Regions from separate parts of the Macaca mulatta genome. Here region 1 is linked to region 2. A link is a contact called in public Hi-C data. All regions are on one chromosome and are shown on one strand. Each heading gives the region's core, a stretch centred on a gene start, on an enhancer-like site or on the middle of the called end of the contact. The rest is flanking DNA. Distances are from core to core; before and after follow the strand shown. Region 1 holds the start of H3-3A (H3.3 histone A). Region 2 holds the start of SDE2 (SDE2 telomere maintenance homolog).

Region 1 (4,282 bases), core at 837-3,336, 64 kb after region 2:
AGGGCAGGAACAGCGCTTGTGTTATCCACTGCTGCATTCCCAGCACCCCTGAATTGTGCTGAGCACAGAGTTGGCACTCAAATATTCATTCAGTGAGAAAACTTCCTGAAGCCACTAGGAGGGTAACCAGTCACCTTTCCAGGTGCTTAAGTACTTGAACCTACTAGAAAGAATTTGTGGCCTAACTTCATTGAGATAAATATTATTATGCCCATTTCACAAATGGACAGCTGAGTTAGTTCAAATAATCTAAGATCATAACTACTCTACTAAAATGGTCTGACCCTTGGTTAGAAATATTTTTTAAAGCCAAGAAGTAGGAGCTATTGAAAAATCCAGCATACAAAGAGAACATTACCCATGTTATTTAACATTTATTGAAGATATGATGGATTTAACTAATGCAGAACAGCCTTCCTGGATAAATCCAACAATAAATATTTTGGTTTCCCGAAAACAAAACAAAAAACAAGCAAAATAACTCATCTTGGCTTGAATTATAGGAAATTCTTTGCTGGCAGCTCGGCCCAAGCTGATTGCATATGTGCTTTTAGGATAGGACTAGAGATTGCATGTGTTCTGCACAGCAACCAGGGACACAACATTCATGAAGTAATAATGAAACGGGAGGCCTGGATTTTTGTTTGTTTGTTTCTCCTAGGTCTCTTCCTCACTTAAGTGACTTTGGACAAATCCATTTCTTTCCTCATATCTGATTTCCACGTATCTGTTTTGGGATAATGTTTATGACTAAGATGCTTTGTGAAATCTTCAGATTACAAATCGTTACTGCCCTTCATTTATGAAATTTTCCTCCTTCACTACCCTAGGGGATATTTGCATGACCCTTCTACCGAAAACCTTCACACACAGTTGTGAAGCGTCAATACCATCTAGGGACGGTTCAGAGGTTCCAAAGCCAATCAACTGACAAGTCATGAGGATAACTTGGGCCATGAAAAGTCCGTTTCCTACGCTACTGAGAATTGGAAAACAGGTAGATGTACTAATTCCCAAACCATGTTTGGTTTCTTTCTGCTGTTTTCAGCCTCTTCTAAACTATGCAGAAGCTGCGGACATTTGACGATCTATATTCGGCAATTCCTTTCCAAAGCAATCCTACCGAAAACAGATCACACGGCCCCACAGGCGGGCAGGACAAGCCACCGGGCCCTGGTGCAGGAGCTGCTCGCTCCACACATTGTTTAGAGGCCGACGCGACACAGCCATCTTGCGTCGGGGGCCCGGGCCCAGGAGGAGAGCGAGCCCCGTCCCCTGATCCTGGAGGCCGACACCGGCGAGAAGCTGCCCTGCACGCAAGCGGCCGGCCCAGGAGTCTGAGCGGATCAAGTTGTCTGCGGCGGACTCGGGCCGGCCCCGCAGGACCCGGCCGCACTTGGCCCGGCGCGCAGGCGGGAAGGAGGCCGTCGGTCCACCCCTCCCGCTGCCGCAGCGACCCCGTCCGACAGCGGGCACGGGACGCTGGATTCCTATTTGCCAGCTTCCTGCTGGGGAGCGTTTTCCAATGGGGCGCGGCGACCCGGCCGACCGCGTCCTCCTCCCCCACTGCCGCCTGGGTCTCCTCGGAGGCGCGCGCCAGGGCCTGCGCGGGGGCGGCCCCTCCTTCCCCTCCCCGCCGCGACCCGAGACGCCCGCAGGCCGGGCGTTCACCCGCCGCGCCTCCGCCCGCCTTCCCCTCCCCCTACTTCCCTCCGGGCGCCCCAAACCCGGGCCTCGGGGGTTCGACGCCGTGCGCACACGGAGCGGGATGGGAGTGCAGGGCCGGGGGCGGGGGCTGGCCGGGGGCGGGCGGCAGTCTCGGCGGGAGCCGGCGGCCCCTCAGCGTGTCTTTTGTGTTTGTACACACACCGCGCGAGGCGGCCTGGAGGAGGGAGCGGGCGGCGCGCGGGGGAGGGGCGAGCGCGCGCCAGCGAACGGGCGCGCGGGGGGAGGGGAGGGGGCGGGGCGCGAGAGTTGCTGTGGGGGCGGGGCCGAGCCTTCCCTCCATTGTGTGTGATTGGCTGGCGCGCGGCGCGGGGGCGGGGCGGCGTGTGTTGGGGGATAGCCTCGGTGTCAGCCATCTTTCAATTGTGTTCGCAGCCGCCGCCGCGCCGCCGTCGCTCTCTAACGCCAGCGCCGCCTCTCGCTCGCCGAGCTACAGCCGAAGGAGAAGGGGGGTAAGTTTCCCCGTTTGCCCGCTTCCCCGGAACCGAGCCCCGCTTGTCGTCAGCCGCGAACCGGGCCCTGGCCGTGCCGGGAGGGGACCCGTAGCCCCTCCGGCTTAGCCCACAAACTTTTTGGCCCAGAAATGGAGGTAAGGAGCGAGTTTCCCTTTTCCCTCTGACGGCGGCGGCTCCCCAGTCTCTCGCCGCCTCAGCCCAACAGCAGCAACCGCCGCGGCGCCGAGCCTGCTCTCCCTCCTCCTCCCCGCGCCCCTGGCTCCTCTTTCTTCGGTGAAATCCCGCCCGCCGCCCCTTCCCAGGACCCCAAACCTTCACCACGACCCGCGCGGGCCTCTTAACTACCGCCCCCGGGCCCCAGCCCCCAGTTTTCGAGCGGGAAAGGGGTGGAAATCGCCGCCGCTTCGCACCCTGGGGTAACTCGCTTTTTGCTGCCTCCCCACAGTTGTTGCTAAGCTTCACCATCTTGTCTCTCTTCTCTGGTCACCGACCATATTTTTTCCCCCGTTTCTCTCTTCCCCATTTCAAAAAAGCAAGAATTTTTAAAAGAGGGACATTTTTTTCCCTTTTTTGGAGAAGCGGAAACTTGATGCATTTGAAATGCAAAAAAACTTTTGCATTTTGGAGGGCGGCACGTGGCAGGGGATGGGGTATTTTCGAGCGATTTGGTGTTTTGTCTCTTTGGAACGGAATCCGATACGTTTTGCGATTGTTTCCATTTTGTTCTGGTCTGGGAGGCGAGTTGGTTCCTGCTTGAGGCGCTGGGAGCGAGGTGGGCAGGTTAGGGGACCCTGTGCAGAGGGACCCGGAGGAGGCAAAACCAAAAGTTTATGTGGTGCTTGGGGTGGACCGGTCGGCGGATGTCGTGCGTTAATTAAAGCCTGGGTGCGGGGCACTTCATTTCACTGCGAAGCCTGTGAAGACTGGACGCGAGGACGGGGCTTTGTAGAATGCTCGCTGGTGGTAGCTGTTGTTCCTCTCTTGTTTTTTCGAGACGCCTTTTTGTCAACATAACTGTAACGATGCAAAACCAAGAATATTTTCAGATATTTACAGCAATCCATCAACAGCCAGACGAAGGGGGGGCAGCCAAAGTCGGGGGGGAGGAAGACCTTTTTTTGCTGTAATTTGGCTAGACCTTCCAGTGGTTTGTGGCTTCGTTCTTTTGACTTGTTTGTGGATGGAATGTTTACAGACATTTCTAATTTCTACTTTAATTAAATAAATTGGATCAAAGGCTGTTCGAGGTCTTTTTGTTTTGCCGTTTGTCGCTCAGAATTGGCATTTTGAGAGGTGATTGACATTAATTGCTAACAATTTTCTAGTACTCTAGTTTGTTTCAAGAAGATTTTGGGTAGACGTAATCTGCACCCTTTCAAATTATATAACAATACGAACATTATTTTTTATATTGATCATAATTTCCAGATATGGGGAGGGGGTGATCGTGGCAGGAAAAGTTGTATGTTTAGTAGTTGCATATGGTGATTTTTGATTTTTCCATGCTGGTAGGTAAGTAAGGAGGTCTCTGTACCATGGCTCGTACAAAGCAGACTGCCCGCAAATCGACCGGTGGTAAAGCACCCAGGAAGCAACTGGCTACAAAAGCCGCTCGCAAGAGTGCGCCCTCTACTGGAGGGGTGAAGAAACCTCATCGTTACAGGTATTTAAAAACAGGGAAAAAATGGGACAAAGTCTCTCTGGTATGTATCCATATAATTTAACAAAAAGATGGATAACAGGAAAAGTTTTTGCTTTAGAGAGACTTTTTTTTTTTTTGAGCACTTTACTACTTAAATATATGTACTGTATGATCATTTCTATATAACGTTTGGTATTGGGTTTTATTGAAAACGTTTAACTTTGAAGCCATAATCTGACCTACAGGTCTAAGGAGACCTAGTATATCACTGATAATGTTAATGGGATATGTTGACATTTTAGTTAACTATTAGTAATTCTTTAAAAATAGTTACGTGTTGCTTTCTTGAATACACTTTTGAGGATATCTTTCCTAGCTTTTGGCAAAATAATAATTTAATCGAAATTGGGTGTTTATATAAAGTTCCTACCCCCTCGTGTACTTGATAAGCTTATTTCCT
Region 2 (4,625 bases), core at 363-2,862:
TTAAGATCCTATTTTTTCTGGTTTCACTTTGGATCAATTGTCAGCAAGTTTGAAAACTGTACTCATAGGCCCGAAAGAGTGGCTCAAGCCTGTACTCCCAGCACTTTGGGAGGCTAAGGTGGGAGGATCACCCGAGGTCAGGAGTTCAAGACCTGGCCAACGTGGTGAAACTCCGTTCCTACTAAAAATACAAAAATTAGCCAGGCATGGTGGCGGGCGCCTGTAATCCCAGCTACTTGGGAGGCCAAGGCAGGAGAATCGCTTGAACTCAGGAGGCGGAGGTTGCAGTGGCCGAGATGGCGCCATTGCACTCCAGCTTGGGCAACAGGAGTGAAAATCCGCCAGTGGGCGGGGGGCAGAGAGAGGAGAAAAGAAAACTGTACTCATGAGAAAAGAATTATTTTCAAAAGAATTAGAATGCAATTATTTTCATGGTCAAAAACAGTTGTGCTTACAGTTTTTAGACTGGATTACAGAGCAGGAAGGAAAACATGGAAAGTGAAATACCGTATTATTTGCAAACACATAGCTTCTTCACGGAATCGATCCAAGTCTCTTAAAAATCTGGTTTAGACTGCAGCGTTAACATTTGTTAAGCTTATAAATAGTAAGCAGAGGAAATAGCCGAGGAAAGCACGGATGAGGTGCGGAAAGAAGAACAGAGTTCTAGATCAAGTGCCAACATTAAAATTAGATTCAGGGAAACCACTAAATTCTTTTGACAACTGAATAGGTTTAATATCTTATTGCTGGTAAAAGCTTACTTAATTGAGAGTTAAGTAAAAGCTCACGTGTAACTTGGGAAGTCCCTGGTAGGTTTCCGCAAATGTGCATGGACAAATAAGACCATCAAATGATTAGTGAACACTTCTACATAACAGGCCCTAAGAACCCAGGCTCTCAACAGGACACACGTGTGAATGCTTGGTCACAACGAGTGACCAGAAGAATCAATTTTCCTCCCCAATCATCCTTTGGCCTGGGTTCGGATATGACATACTTCTCCAGGCTGGGGCTTAACAAGGCTGTGTGATAACTGAAAAAAATACACGTCACATAACCACAGTAAGAAGGTGAAGACTGTAGCCTTAAACATCAGCCTGCCCAACTGCCAGAAGACCGTTATATTTACGGATAAAGAAAGAGAAACAAAGTATTTGTAACTGTGAGCCGGACTAAGTGCCTCTAACAGCTTTTTTCTCCCTCTTGGTGGGGAGGCAAACCACCATCACAAAAGAAAAGGAAGCTCTCAGTAACAGTTCGAAGCACCTTAACACTGAGGAACTCTCAGCCTCAACAAGGGAAAACCCCAGAGAATAGAGGTACCCGCCCCTCCTCCTCCGGACAGACCTACTTCGCACCCAGCGCTGCCACCTGTCTGCCTCTTTCTCCTTCCTAACAGGAACCGAAATCCTCACCTGATCTTGGCAGTGCCGGTGGATAAAATCACGGACGGTGCACCGAGCCGAGGCACACCGCACCGCCTTGCACCCGAAGCCGGGGCCGCGAATCCACACCAGCCCAGCGCCTTCCGCCATATCACCAACTCCCCGAACCTCTAGCCTCCCTGAGACACCAGGCGCCGCAACTCGCCCGGCGCATCTTGATGACGCGAGCGTCTCCCAGCGCCCCGCCCCTCACGCTTCCATTCGCTCCTCCCCTCCCCTGGGGCTGGTCAAGTGAGCCGGGCGGCCGGGCGGCGCGGGCTGGGGGAGGGGAACAGGAAAGGCCTGGCGGAGGCCGATAAGGCAGCAGAGCACTGGGCGAGGTGTTGCCAGGAGAAGTTGCTAGGGCGGGGCTCGAGGGACCGGCTATAAAAGGTTCGTGCTGGGTTAGATTTCGAGCTTCCTGGCCATAAGCGATAAGGCTGTAACTAAGCACCGCCCTGTGCCGTAGGCTTTGGCCCTTTTCCTCACATCTGTGTAGTTATTTTTGGGTCGCGGAGAATTGTGGCCCAAGAAAGCTCTGCTCCTTGGGAGTGTGGGGAGAGAAGCTGCAGTCCCGGAAGCGGTTTTAGGGGGCCGCTTCCTTGGCCTGGAGGAGCCCCCCAACCCGAGGGGACCAGGGAAACGACCCCCAGGAGGCCCCCAAACAGTGGCCCGCGTGGTTTCTCCTCCAGGTTTACAGAGCGTTCTCTTCCCCTCCAGAAACAGCCAACCTCCGGGTTTCTGCCTGCCACGCACGGTTTATTCTTATTTCCGCCTGTTTGTGCTCTGCGTTATCTCCACTTAAGCTCTGTTTTCAAAATATTTCACAGCAAGTGGGCTCTTGTGAAAGGCAGTGACAGGAGTGACGTTTATAGTCATGCTGCTTCAAAAAACCCTACCATAACTTTTATTCTGCACCATGGAAACACACTCGGACAGATTTGCATAACGTAACTTTAAGGCTCAGGGAATCTGAAGGAGTCCCTTAATATTTAATAGGCTGAGATTATGGTATTTCTAAAACCCTGAACAATTCAAAAGCCACCAGTGTGAAGATAGGAAGGTTATTAGGAGATATCTGTGCCTCCTAAACGCAAATGCATCGGCCCACAGAATTGCCTTCTCTGCTGTTAAAATGCTTGGCAAATGAAACTCCTAGCTGAGTGGGTAACAAGAAAAAATTCAGAAATCGTTTAGAGGTGGCAGTATGTGCGAAAATGGAATTTCAAGGCCTGGGAAGTTAATAGATTCAGTGGTCTTTATTTCACACACGAGGGAAAGTTGGGGAGAGAAAGGGCCTCCATGGGGATGCCAGTAGATAAAGAAAAATTACAAAAAAAATAAAAATAAAGATAGATTGTACCGGCCAGGCGTGGTGGCTCATGCCTGTAATCCAGCACTTTGGGAGCCTGAGGCGGGCAGATCTCTTGGTCAGGAGTTCGAGACCAGCCTGACCAATATGTTGACACCCCATCTCTACTAAAAATACAATAATTAACCGGGTGTGGTGGCGCGTGCCTGTAATCCCAGCTGTTCAGGAGGCTGAGGCAGGGGAATCGCTTGAACCCGGGAGGCAGAGGTTGCAGTGAGCTGAGATCGCGCCACTGCACTCCAGCCTGGGCGACAGAGCAAGACTTGTTTCACACACACAAAAAATATATATATTGTACCTAGGAAGCAGTATTTTGGAAAGGTGGTGCCATGGCAACCCTGGGGCGTGAAGGTGTTGCCAGGTACTTGTAAGCCATCCACACTCCAGAAACCTCAAGTTCCTCTGCAGTTTCCTCCCCAGCTGTCTGTCCTCCGGGTTCCTGAAAAAGCAATCTACAGATCTGAGCCTTAAGCTGCTTCTTTTTTTTTTTTATTTGTGATTTCTTCCTTCTGGGGATCAAAAATGACTATTTCAAATAAATAAATAATTTTTTAAATGACTATTTCAAAGGTCTGAGATCCTACAAGTAACTGTGTAAAGATCAGTTTGGGTTTCCATAACATTTCTGTATCAGGATAATGCTTTGTATCTTGTAAGGAATGATTATGATTAGTCTTTTTTCTCTTTCTTTCTCTTTTGAGACCCTTGCTCTGCCACCTGGGCTGGAGTATAGTGGCGCAATCATAGCACACACAGCCTTGAACTCCTGGGCTCAAGTGATCCGCCACAGCCTCCAGAGTAGTTGGAACTATAGGTGCATGACACCACACCTGACTAATTTTTAAATTTTTTGTAGAGATGGGTTTTTCACTAAGTTGCCCAGGCTGGTCTCGAACTCTTGGGCTCAAGAGATCCTCCCGCCTCACCCTCCCAAAGTGCTGGGATTACAGGCGTGGCCTGCTGCGCCTGGCATAAGTAGTACTTTCCAGTAAGGAAACTCCACATCATTTATTACTAACATTATATATAGTCCTCATAAAACCTGATGTCTGAATGGAATTTTTCACTTTTTATCCCTCTGTTGCATTTAAATGTATGTTAAAGAGTCCCAAGTATTGAATAGGTATTTGTCATTTAAAATATGAAATAACTATTGATATTAGCCTTTTAAAGACACAAATTTCCAAGCAATATATAATTTGTTCTTAAAACTTCAAAATGGGCCTGTAGTACCATGACATGTACAGAGTAGACATTAAGTAAATATTAGTTGGATACTTGATGGATTACTAAGGTAGTAAGTTAATTATCCTCAATGTACATATGATGAAGTATATTTTGCACTAATGTGGCACAATCTGTTCTAAGGATGCAGAATTTAACTTGGATTGCTATTAAATTCCTTTAAAGAATGGGGAAATTGAAGCATGTAAAGTTAGGACTGTGGCCAAGAACACAGTGCACATCAGTGAAGAAACAAAATCTGGAAAGACAGCTATTAGCTGGGTTGCTAAGGGTGTGTGGTAGCGTCCAGTTGACAGTGCTATGTGGCGGGGCTGGTCAGTGATTATGGAAAAGAGCCAACTGCTGCTACCTTTCCCACCTTGTGATGTCAGGTAGGGAAGGCACAGGAAGGCACGTGTATGGTTGTAACAACTAAATGGTGAGTGGCGGAGGGGCCAGTTCCTCTATTGTCTACATAGTGTGGCCATGCTCCTAGGACTATATTTGGTGTGCTTTCCAGTAAACCACACTGGCTTTGTTCCTGCCTATGTTCTCCAGAAGAATGCTCTGGCCACACATTTGCCTTTTGAGGACTGGTTCTG

What was found. Hi-C and Micro-C count contacts between places; a contact is called where the count stands out from the background.
Region 1: a contact with region 2 is called in a Hi-C map of blood, with 6 times the contacts expected there. The contact joins the promoter of H3-3A here to the promoter of SDE2 in region 2. A contact is called at or near these places in 7 of 14 Hi-C or Micro-C datasets (CD4 T cells, blood, cortical neurons and 4 more).

What each region holds. Positions count from the first base shown.
Region 1 is chr1:83,788,955-83,793,236 of T2T-MMU8v2.0, forward strand. H3-3A (H3.3 histone A) reads left to right here and starts at 2,087. Exons shown (of 4, transcript XM_015115178.3): 1 at 2,087-2,177; 2 at 3,693-3,843. The coding sequence starts at 3,716.
Region 2 is chr1:83,725,418-83,730,042 of T2T-MMU8v2.0, forward strand. SDE2 (SDE2 telomere maintenance homolog) reads right to left here and starts at 1,613. Exons shown (of 7, transcript XM_015115188.3): 1 at 1,419-1,613. The coding sequence starts at 1,538.